2 separate regions of the Anas platyrhynchos genome follow, and region 1 is linked to region 2. Evidence: chromatin contacts called from public Hi-C data. All regions are on one chromosome and are shown on one strand. The core of a region is the stretch at or near the end of the contact, and the rest is flanking DNA. Distances in the headings are between cores, read along the strand shown. Region 1 holds the start of SLC41A3 (solute carrier family 41 member 3). Region 2 holds the start of CHCHD4 (coiled-coil-helix-coiled-coil-helix domain containing 4).

Region 1 (4,857 bases), core at 1,314-3,813, 300 kb after region 2:
ATCTGAATATCATATCCTAAATTAATAACAAATTAATTTTATCTGCTGAAAGACCCCAACTGTCACACTCCTGTCCGGAATGAGATCATTTTGGGCAGTTATTTACTCGCAGAGGAAACAGAGCCAATGCATTCTTCTGGCTTTGTTACTGAGGGTAGGCTTGTGCTCCAAGATGCGCAAGATCCCTTTGTCAAATTGTCTAGGGCACGGGAGAATTCAGTCTTTTTGGAGCATCTTCTGCCTTTCTGTGTCAAGTGGGGGTGCCAATTAGAACCAGTGATGAGACAGGCACTCATCCACAAGATTAGAAACAGAAACCTGCAAACTGCTCTCACAGAGGAGGCTGAGCAGCTGTCGGACTGTGAAGATCTCTGGCCCCTCCTGACCTGGGCCAGATTTGAACCATTGACCTAGAAGTGAAAAGCTTGAAATCCCTGCACAAGCCGTGTGGTAAATAGGATTTGCAGAGCTGCACGCCCCCATTCCACGTTCAGTTGCTGCCATCTAATGGCAGACTGGGAGTAGAAGGGCATCATGCATTATAAATACCTTGTCCTTGGCAATCTAGTACGCGGGAGAACACGTGCAAATAGCTCTCATCAGCTCCTGAGACTGCCAGGCAAGCATGGTAGCTTAGCCTGGCTTTATTCTTCTGCAGAGTAGTTCAACAGGGGCCTGTAGCACTGCAAGTCAAGTTAATAAGAGGTGTCCCAGGTCACAAAAAGCAGCTCTTTGTGCTACATTCACTCTCCTACACTAGGTGATTTCTGTATATGAAGCCTGAATGAAGGTCTGGGGTTGTAAACTGGCTTAACAAGTGTGCCAAGAACAGCAGTAGCTGCATGGTGGATGCTTGCACAAGTGAAGGTGAGGAGAGAGGGCAGGTAGGAGGTGGCTCTCTTAATTTCTCTGAGTATTACTGCTGCTCAAAACATCCGTGCTTTGATTAAAAAAAAAAAAAAAAAGAGATGGAGACTGAAACAAAATTAACTGAGCTACCTGTAAATTACTGTGTGTGAAGGCTAGCATACCATAAAACTAACATCAAAACATACACAAAGGAAAAAGCAAAGAAGAGATGTCTCCTCCTGCTACCCATCCAACTCCAGGAAGTTCCTGCTGTGTTTTATGTCTCTCAAACTCTGGATTTATAAGGTATTAAGCATTTGTCATGTATCAGTTTTGTACTGCCTGTTTCTGTCTGCACACAAACCTCCAGATTATACTTTTAACCCATAATAGCTAACAGTGTTTCACAAAGCAGAAGGTTAGACTGAGCATTTGTTCGTGCATCTCAGCTGTTGGGTGTCCGGAATCATGTCCCATGATGGGACTGCAGCCCAATGTGCCATGGAGCAGTCACCAGCAGCCTTAATGCAGTGGTGACAATGGACAATACACAGCCTGGCAGTCACAGTGTCACTGGGGCCAACTGCATTGAAGTCATAAATCAAGCTTTATGGTTGAGAAATGTCTTCAGTAGTCCCTAGTCATCAAAGAAATGTCATTGTATAACAGGAAACTGGGTAAAAAACAAATGTTGTCTCTGGACAGAAGAGTGGAAAGGGCTGTAAAATTCCCCTCTGCTTGGCTGAAGGAATAGTTGTTGGAAATAAAGTCCAGGAGCAAAGCAACATGGAAGACAGGAAGGAAACTTATTTTCTTATTGCAGGAAAGTCTTTGTAAGCACTACGGAGAAATAAGAACAAGTGCAATGAGTCCCCTAATGCCTTTGACACTGCCAATGTTACTTGTACCTCTGTGAGAGCAGAGAGAAGTAGCACACGTGAATTCTAGCTGAGTGAGGAAGAAAATCATTTTAGCGTGAAGTTGCTCAGCTTCATGTCACCGAGCACTCTGCAGGCTGCAGTGAGTGGCTGAACTGTTCCTATCTGGGAGCTCAGGGGCTCCTAGGTCACAGGAGCTCTGTTTGCAGTCAAGGTCCAGCAGCCGTTCCCTTGCGTCAAAGCCAGGGTGTATCTAAACACTGCTGCTGTGCTTCCGAGAAATGCAGTTCTGTGCTGCTGCTGAAAGACAGCCTCCTCAAATACGTACCCAGTGGTGATGCACTGGAGATTTGAGGTTGGTACACGAGGATACGGTGCATATGCCAAACAGTTACATCCCCTTTTGTACATAGGATGAGGTGTGGCAGGGTGCTGGGAGCTCCTGTGCAAGCTGATGGTTGGACCCAGGTGGGAGATCCCTGAGCTAGAGCTGTTACCAAAAGGCCCATGTCAATCAGTTTCCCCAGAAGGATTTCTGCTTGCTCTGTAGATATTTTTCTTTGAAGCTCAGGGGTAAAGTGATAGCAGAATACATTTAACAGGTCTAAAAATGTCTTGGCAAGGTTGCAGGTTTTTGATAGATGTCCCTTCTCTTCTTATTTCCCATAGGAAAACGCTGTGTTCTGACCATTCTCAGGGAAGCACCAGTTGCAAAGGGAAGACATAAAATTACACCAAGTGAGCTGAAATTTAAGCCTCGCTGTTACAGCAGTGACATTCAACAGTTAATGCGCACCCTCAACACGCAGCAGCTGCAGCGTTTCGTTACTGTCACTTACAAAAACCTTCAGCTCCCTTCAGTGTACCCTGCTTTGAGCCCAGGGCTTGCAGGCCCAGAGGCACCATTTTGTCAGTAGGAGCCCTTTAGCGTAGCGTGACACCTGAGAGACTTCAGCAGGATATAACATTGCTCTGGTACTGAGGTATGATTTAATATCCTTGATTGTTCTGGCAATTTGAGCTGCGTGATTCAGGAGCCGTGCACGAGTACGGTTACTTCAGTGCGTAATGGGATTTATGTGCTCAGATGTGATGGATGGTGCAATCACATTTCTAACGTTGGTTCATTGGGGGGGGGGGGGGGGGGATGAAATCAAGTCACTTGGAGTTTTGCTCTTGATTGCAGCGGAGGCGCTTGCACAGGAAGCTTGAAGCGAGAGATGTTGTAATGCCGAACTAAGGGGGTAGGGGTCAGGAAAGAAAAATAAAAATAGAGGAAAAGTCTTTCTTCAACTCCTAATTGCAGCCTGAGGTTTTCTCCTCCTGTGCTCAGCTTTCACCCTTGATGATAAGATCAGCCGGGGGTTGGGGCAGCTTGAAGGCTCGGGGGGCAGCCGCTCCTCCTGGGGAGCGCTTCGCTGAGGGGCTCACGTCCCGAGCGGGCTCCGGGAGCCCTCCGACCCCCTTCCCCGTCAACCCCGTCCCTTTTTGGCCTCCGTGGGCCAGGCAGGGCCCCGGGACATCCACCAACGCCGCGGGCAGGGGGCTGCACCAACAGGGCCCCCCCTCCCGCCTCACGCACGGCGCCGGGGCAGGCCCGGCGGCTGCCACTCAGGGCGCCGCGCCGCCTCCGAGCCGCCGGGGGCCGGACTCGAACTCGCGGCCGCCGCGCAGGGCGGGCTCGGCCCGGCCGTGGCGGGCGCCTCCCGCGGCCCTCTGAGGGCAGAGCCCCGGGCAGGGAGAGGAGCCGGTAAGCGACGGGAAAGGGGACGGGGACACACACACACACACACACACACACAGAGGGGTTTTGGGGTCGTCCATCCTTCCTTCTTCCCTCCTCCGCCGCCCAGCTGCGGTTGGGGCCTCCCAGCGGTTTCCTTCCGCTGCCCAGATGTTGGGTGAGGAAGGGGCTGGGATGGGGCAGCGGGGACCCGTCCTGGGGAACGAGTCAGCCTCTGTGGGGGAGGCGATGGGGAAGGATCCAGGCAGGAGGGGTGAGACGAGAGGAGAGAGAAACTGGTAACAATTTTGCGCGTTTATTTTTTTCTCAGAGGATGCTGCAGGGGCCACGGCAGGTTCTGTGTAGGTAGGTGAGTCACATACCGTGTGTGTGTGTGTGTCAAAGGAGGTGCGAGGGGAAGCAAAAGTGTTCAGATCGGAGGGCAGATTAAAGAATTGCCCTCATATTGGGGAGCATTTGGTAGCTGGCTCTGCTATGCTAGGTGTGAGTTACACCTTTTGCTGGACTGCAGGGTGCCGGGGTGTGAACTGCCCCATGTCAGATCCTAAAAAAGGGTTGGATTTTGTTGGGCTCCTCAGTTCTCGTGACCCCCTTATGAGAACTGGTGGGTCCAGCATGCAGGCTGCCTGCAGCACCCTCCGCATCCTTTCAGGCGTCCCCAGAGTAGGAGTCAGGATGCACAACGAGCGCTCCAGTGTGAACACAGGCCCAGGAAGAGAGATGCAGTAATGGAAGGAGAGATTGGTTTGACACAAAACCGAAGGTAAACTAAGCACCAGCATCTGGGTCAAGCAGAGCATCTAGGGTTTTGGGGGTAGGTGGTGGTTTGCCTTCAGGTAAATGGAGCGGAGTTGCCAGGGTCGCCAGTCCCTGACCCACCCAGCACCTCCTTTCATCATCTCACTGGTTCTGACTTTGTTTTTCAGAAAAACTCCTTGATTCAAGAAAGCCACCATGAAAGGTGAGGAGGCTCGGCAGAGGAGAAAAGAGGGCAGAACTAGAAATGGAGAGCGATCCAGGCACAAAGCAAAGAGCAAGGGTAAACACAGAGAGAGCAGACTTGGCAGCCAGGAGGCAGAGGATGTCTCTCTGCCCGCACAGCAGAAGCTGTTGGCTGAGGAGAAGGCGTCCATGGCAAAGTCACGGGAAGAGTCAGCCATCACGATTTGCCTGCAGGTGCTCCTGCCGTACCTCCTAGCTGGGTTTGGCATGGTCTTGGCAGGCATGGTTTTGGATTATGTTCAGGTAAGGGAAAGGAACTGTTCTGATGTACCTGGTATGGGATAGGTGGGAAACTTCTCTTCAGAAGCAGGGATTTGCTCTGGGATTAGCAAGTAAAGGAAAATGTGCAGTAGTTTTGCATACTAACGTGTCCTTCCAAGGCAG
Region 2 (4,581 bases), core at 1,186-3,685:
CTGTAAAAGCATAAACATTTTACAATGCCATGAATGTACAGCAGCTTCCTTACACAAAAGGAAATTGAAATTATCCTTCAAGTTAGTGGGAGGGTAAACACAGCATGCTGCTTGGGAGAATGAAGACCAGTGCTGTGCAGCACCTCCCTGATTTTGGCCAAGAACTATAGCTCAGATGGTAGCACGTAATTCTTACAGGAGAGGAGAGAAGCTACTTGTCTTCTGCCTGGATATCAAACAGTTTAAATTGTCAGCAAATGTTTCTTCCCTCCAAGCTTGAAATTCTCCTTTCTTCAAGATGTTGGTTGTATTTACCTTTGATGTGCTCAGAGCACCAGCTAAGTGCACTAATCTCCCCTCATTCTGCTGAGACACACTGTGAATGTTATCAAGAGGGATCACAAGAGAAAGTCCCTCATCAAGAGATTTGGCTGTCCTCAAAGCTCGTCCCTGTAATCAAGAAAAACAAAACCAAGTTGTAGAGAAACAACGATATTGCAGTATTTTGTGAAAAAGGTTAGCAGACAAGCAATTTGCAGACCCTTGGGACTTCTACATTCAGACTCAAGGCAAGCTCTCAGCTTGCAATCCTTCGCTCTCTTTCTCCACATCTGACAGTTTGGTGCAATACTTCTTACCCATGCAGCAGGACAATTAACACTGACTTAACTACACAAACACACATAGTTTATTATTACAAAGGTCTAAAATTATTGCTCTTTATCTCTTACCTTATTGTTCTTGAATGACTGCAAAAATTATGCTAGTTATAATCCTTTTTCCAAAGGCCCGTACAACTACTTGACTACTTTTTTCCTGCACAGTCACTGGAACTGGCAGTAGTTGCTTTTCCTCTTGTAGAGGTAAAAAAGAAAGTGTTAGGTGAAAATTCACCTAAGTGAAGGTCTAATATCTCACTTCAAAACTGCCAAACTCATGCATGTTTGCAAGGGTAGGGTATAAGAATTCCTTATTTACTTTAATTACTTTTTAAATATAAAACTAAGACAAAGTAACACTGAGAATAATTAACACCTTCACTTTTGCAACATGGAATATGAATTCCTTTAATGAAATTGTAACAGCACTAGAAATGAGGACCCTGTGTTATCTCAAGAAGAGAGATGAATGGAATGTGACTGTCTCATAGAAGCCTCTTTCAATAACACTATATATAGCCTGTTTTCCCACCATCTCAAAGGTTTTGGATCTTACCTCCCACCACACACATCCTACGTCTCTGTCACACTGTTCTATAGAAAAAACACCTGTGGCCCTGTGATTTCACTCTTCTGTTACATCCCAAGCATAAGCAGCAGACTCTCCAGACATATTGTTCTATTTTCACGGTTGCAGTATTAAAACTTTAGCATGACAATTTCAGCAAGTCTGTACATGCCAAACCAGTTGAATGTCAACTTGGCTATGACATGCTAAAGCTGCGCATAAAGACTGACAGTACTTCACTTACTTCGTTGGTAAAAAGAAGGTAGAAAGACAGAAGAAACGTCACAAGTCCCATCAACATGCCTCCAGAGGTCTCGCTGAGCCTCTCCAGGAACCCCGGTTTGGCCTCACTTGTGATTTTAACATGTTCTTTTTTGCTGCCTGTGTCAGAGAACTGTTGGAGATAAACCAAAAATGCAGTGTCAGTGTGAAAGGGGAAGGCGTTCTGTTCCAGAATGAGTTTTGTAGCTTTGTTAAAGCTGCTACTCTGCAAAGTAGTGCCTCTTGCTTTGGGCCTAAACTTGCCCACTATAAACAAACTCCAGCCTGACGGAGAAAACAATTGCTCTAAGAGCTGTTCAGCCCATCCCTTCAGGCCTCCTTTGCTCTGTCCCAGCGCTCCCAACCCGATGCCCACGCCCCGTGCTCGGGCGATGAGAAATTGAGTAATGCTCCCAGATTCCACGCCAGCTACAACACGGCTATAAATAACACCTCACGCTTTACTTCGCCAGTGACCAGCGCCAGCATACTTTAAAATAAAAGCTGCCCGGGCACCAAAGAAGGCTATCAACGCAAATCTGGCATCGCCACCCTCTGCTGCGGCGCTAAAGGCTGACAGCGGCGGTTACACCCCCTGCGGTGTGGGGGCTGCAGGGGCCGGCCGAGAGCCACCCCGGGGCAGCCGAAGGAGCCTCACAGAGCGAGAAGGGGCGGCGGCAGGGCCAAACTTACGTTCCTCGACATCTTGGGGCCGTTCCCTCAGCGGGCAGCGCCCCGGGACGAGCCGCAGGAACCGCCGCGAGCACCGCGCTCCGCCCGACCCCGCCTCAGCCCGACCCCGCCTCGCGCCTCACGCCTCGCCTCAGCCCCCCCCAGCGCGGTGCACGCCGGGACATGTAGTCCCCAGCCACCACACGGCGTGCAAGAAAATGGTGTCCCCCCCTTCGCGCGGAGCACTCTGGGAGATGTAGTCCTGCCTGGATTGGCCGCTCCGTTCCCGCCGCGGCGAGGGGACGCCTCAGCGGCGGGTGGCCGCTTCCGGAGGCGGGAGCGTGTGTGTGAGGTGGGGGGAGCCGCGCGCCGCCGCCGCCGCCGCCCGTTGCCGTGGTGTGCGCGGTGCCGCCATGTCCTACTGCAGGCAAGAAGGTGCGCTGGGCTCCGGCCGGGCAGGGCCCGAGTGCTGGGGAGGGAAAGCGGCCGCTGAGGGGGGGAGGTAGGAGGGGAAGGCCTGGGCTGCTGCAGGGGTCTTGGGGTTCCTGAGGCTTGGCCGCCTCCTGCCCCGGAGGGTGGATTTTTGGTGCTTTTTTTTTTTTTTTTTTCTTTCCCGTTTGATAACGTGACTGGTTTTACGCTAGAAAGAAGCGTTTTCTAGTTTGAAAAGCGGTTTTTCTCTAGGTTTGAAAGCTGGTGATGCACGCTGAATGCTGTTTGAATGCTGTGATGAGGCAGCCTGAAGTTATGGTCCTCTTTGCTTCATGCTTATAACCTAATTTAACAATGTTCTGGATCATAAGGTCATAAGTTGGCTTACGGCATCGTACAAAGTTACGGTTAGAGTAATAGGGGTTAGAGTTCATACGTTTCTAGTTCTCTATGAGAAATCCTGAGGTGTTCTGTGGTGTAAAGCGAGCTGGAGTACAACGCAGAATTGACCAAAAAAAAATGGAAAAACTGCTTTCTTCCTAAAAAGAACTTAAAATTATTTGCTTCTGAGACACGTTTGAATGTGTGAGACATGTCTGAATGCAAAGCCAAGGGAAGCCCTGAGCAGCTGCTGGTTGAGGTCACATTGAGATGCAAGGAGCGACTAATTTCTAATACACCACGTCCTTGTAGTGACCTTCCTGCCTCTGAACATTTTTTATAGTTTCGCAGAGTTGTTGGGAAACTCTGCCCTGGTTTCCAGCCAAGCCTCTTTTTGCCCCTTCAGAACCTCTTTGTTAAATCAGGAGTGGCACCAGAGCAGGAAGCATGCTCTGGGGCTTTTCTGCCCTTGGTAATGTGTGCAGCACCATTCGGTGTAGTTGGTTCAACCCCGTTAAGGTACTCTTCAGTATTTAATTCACGTAATAATTGCAAAACATGCCGCTGGCCTCTAATGGAGGCTGTTGATCTTAATGAGTATCCTCCTGAATGCTTGCCTGTAATTCATTATAGTTTTGCTTTCACTGCTCCTTTTTCTGTCTAACCACCCTCAGCTGAGCAAGTTCTTCTAGGAGAGTAGTAGCTTGAGCTTGTTTCAAAACAACTTCTTAACTTCACAGTTCAATGAGCTGTGCTGTGATCTCCAGCCATTACAGTTTGTTGCTGCAAAAACTGGAACTGTAGAGGAAAAGAATTTCAGATAGCTTCTGTATATTCTAACAAACAAATGGGTGATCTGTTATTATGTATGCTAACACTATTTAAATGAGTGCTTTAAAAGAACACTTCCCAAACTATTTCATGTTCTCCACCTCCTTTCTCAGGTTGCTTGCACCCAGCTCCTGTCACCACAGTGTCAGTCCCTACCTCCGTTAGGGCGGGGAGGGGGATGCTGGTGTTTAAAATAAAATTATTTGAGGCATGTTAAATGCTGTCACAGCTCAGAAATAGTGTGCAGTCTTCTACTGCTTCTGAGTCCTGATAGTTGATTCTGGTCTCCTCTAAAAATAAGCACCTGTTTTATCTTGTTTCTCTTTAGTGAGGACTTGCCGCAATCTCTGTAGACATTTATTTGCATTGCCTAACTGTGCTTTATGCAAATGTTTATTGTAAATCAGTTTAACTGGTTATGTCCTATTCTCATTAGTCAATAGGAAAAGAAAAATTTCCTACAGGTATATGAGAGTGGTACAAAGAGAACAGGCTCAGTTTCTTTCATCGTTTTTCTAGATAAATTACTACCTAATCTTTTGAAATTTCCATTGATTTTATTGTGGGTCTTATTTCAAGGTCTTTTTTATAGTTTTTAGCACCTTCCCTGTGAATACTTTCCAGATTGTTTTTCTATGTTTGTTCCTGTGAACCAACAACTTGTATTTGAAGGTGATAAATAAGTACAGTAGAATTCATTCATTATTACCACCAGAGCATCATGTTGAATATCTCATTATTTCGTGCTGTTCACCAGCTTTGTAAATGACTCATTCT

Evidence for each region. Hi-C and Micro-C count contacts between places; a contact is called where the count stands out from the background.
Region 1: a Hi-C map of subcutaneous adipose tissue shows a contact between it and region 2, with 1.9 times the contacts expected there. The contact joins the promoter of SLC41A3 here to the promoter of CHCHD4 in region 2. A contact is called at or near these places in 2 of 8 Hi-C or Micro-C datasets (skeletal muscle and subcutaneous adipose tissue).

The regions. Positions count from the first base shown.
Region 1 is chr13:10,730,768-10,735,624 of IASCAAS_PekinDuck_T2T, forward strand. It overlaps SLC41A3 (solute carrier family 41 member 3), which reads left to right and starts at 2,564. Exons shown (of 11, transcript XM_005025093.6): 1 at 2,564-2,710; 2 at 4,398-4,716. The coding sequence starts at 4,426.
Region 2 is chr13:10,428,753-10,433,333 of IASCAAS_PekinDuck_T2T, forward strand. It overlaps CHCHD4 (coiled-coil-helix-coiled-coil-helix domain containing 4), which reads left to right and starts at 2,436. Exons shown (of 3, transcript XM_027468001.3): 1 at 2,436-2,595. The coding sequence starts at 2,574. It overlaps TMEM43 (transmembrane protein 43), which reads right to left and starts at 2,341. Exons shown (of 12, transcript XM_027468000.3): 1 at 2,182-2,341; 2 at 1,472-1,621; 3 at 316-450. The coding sequence starts at 2,193.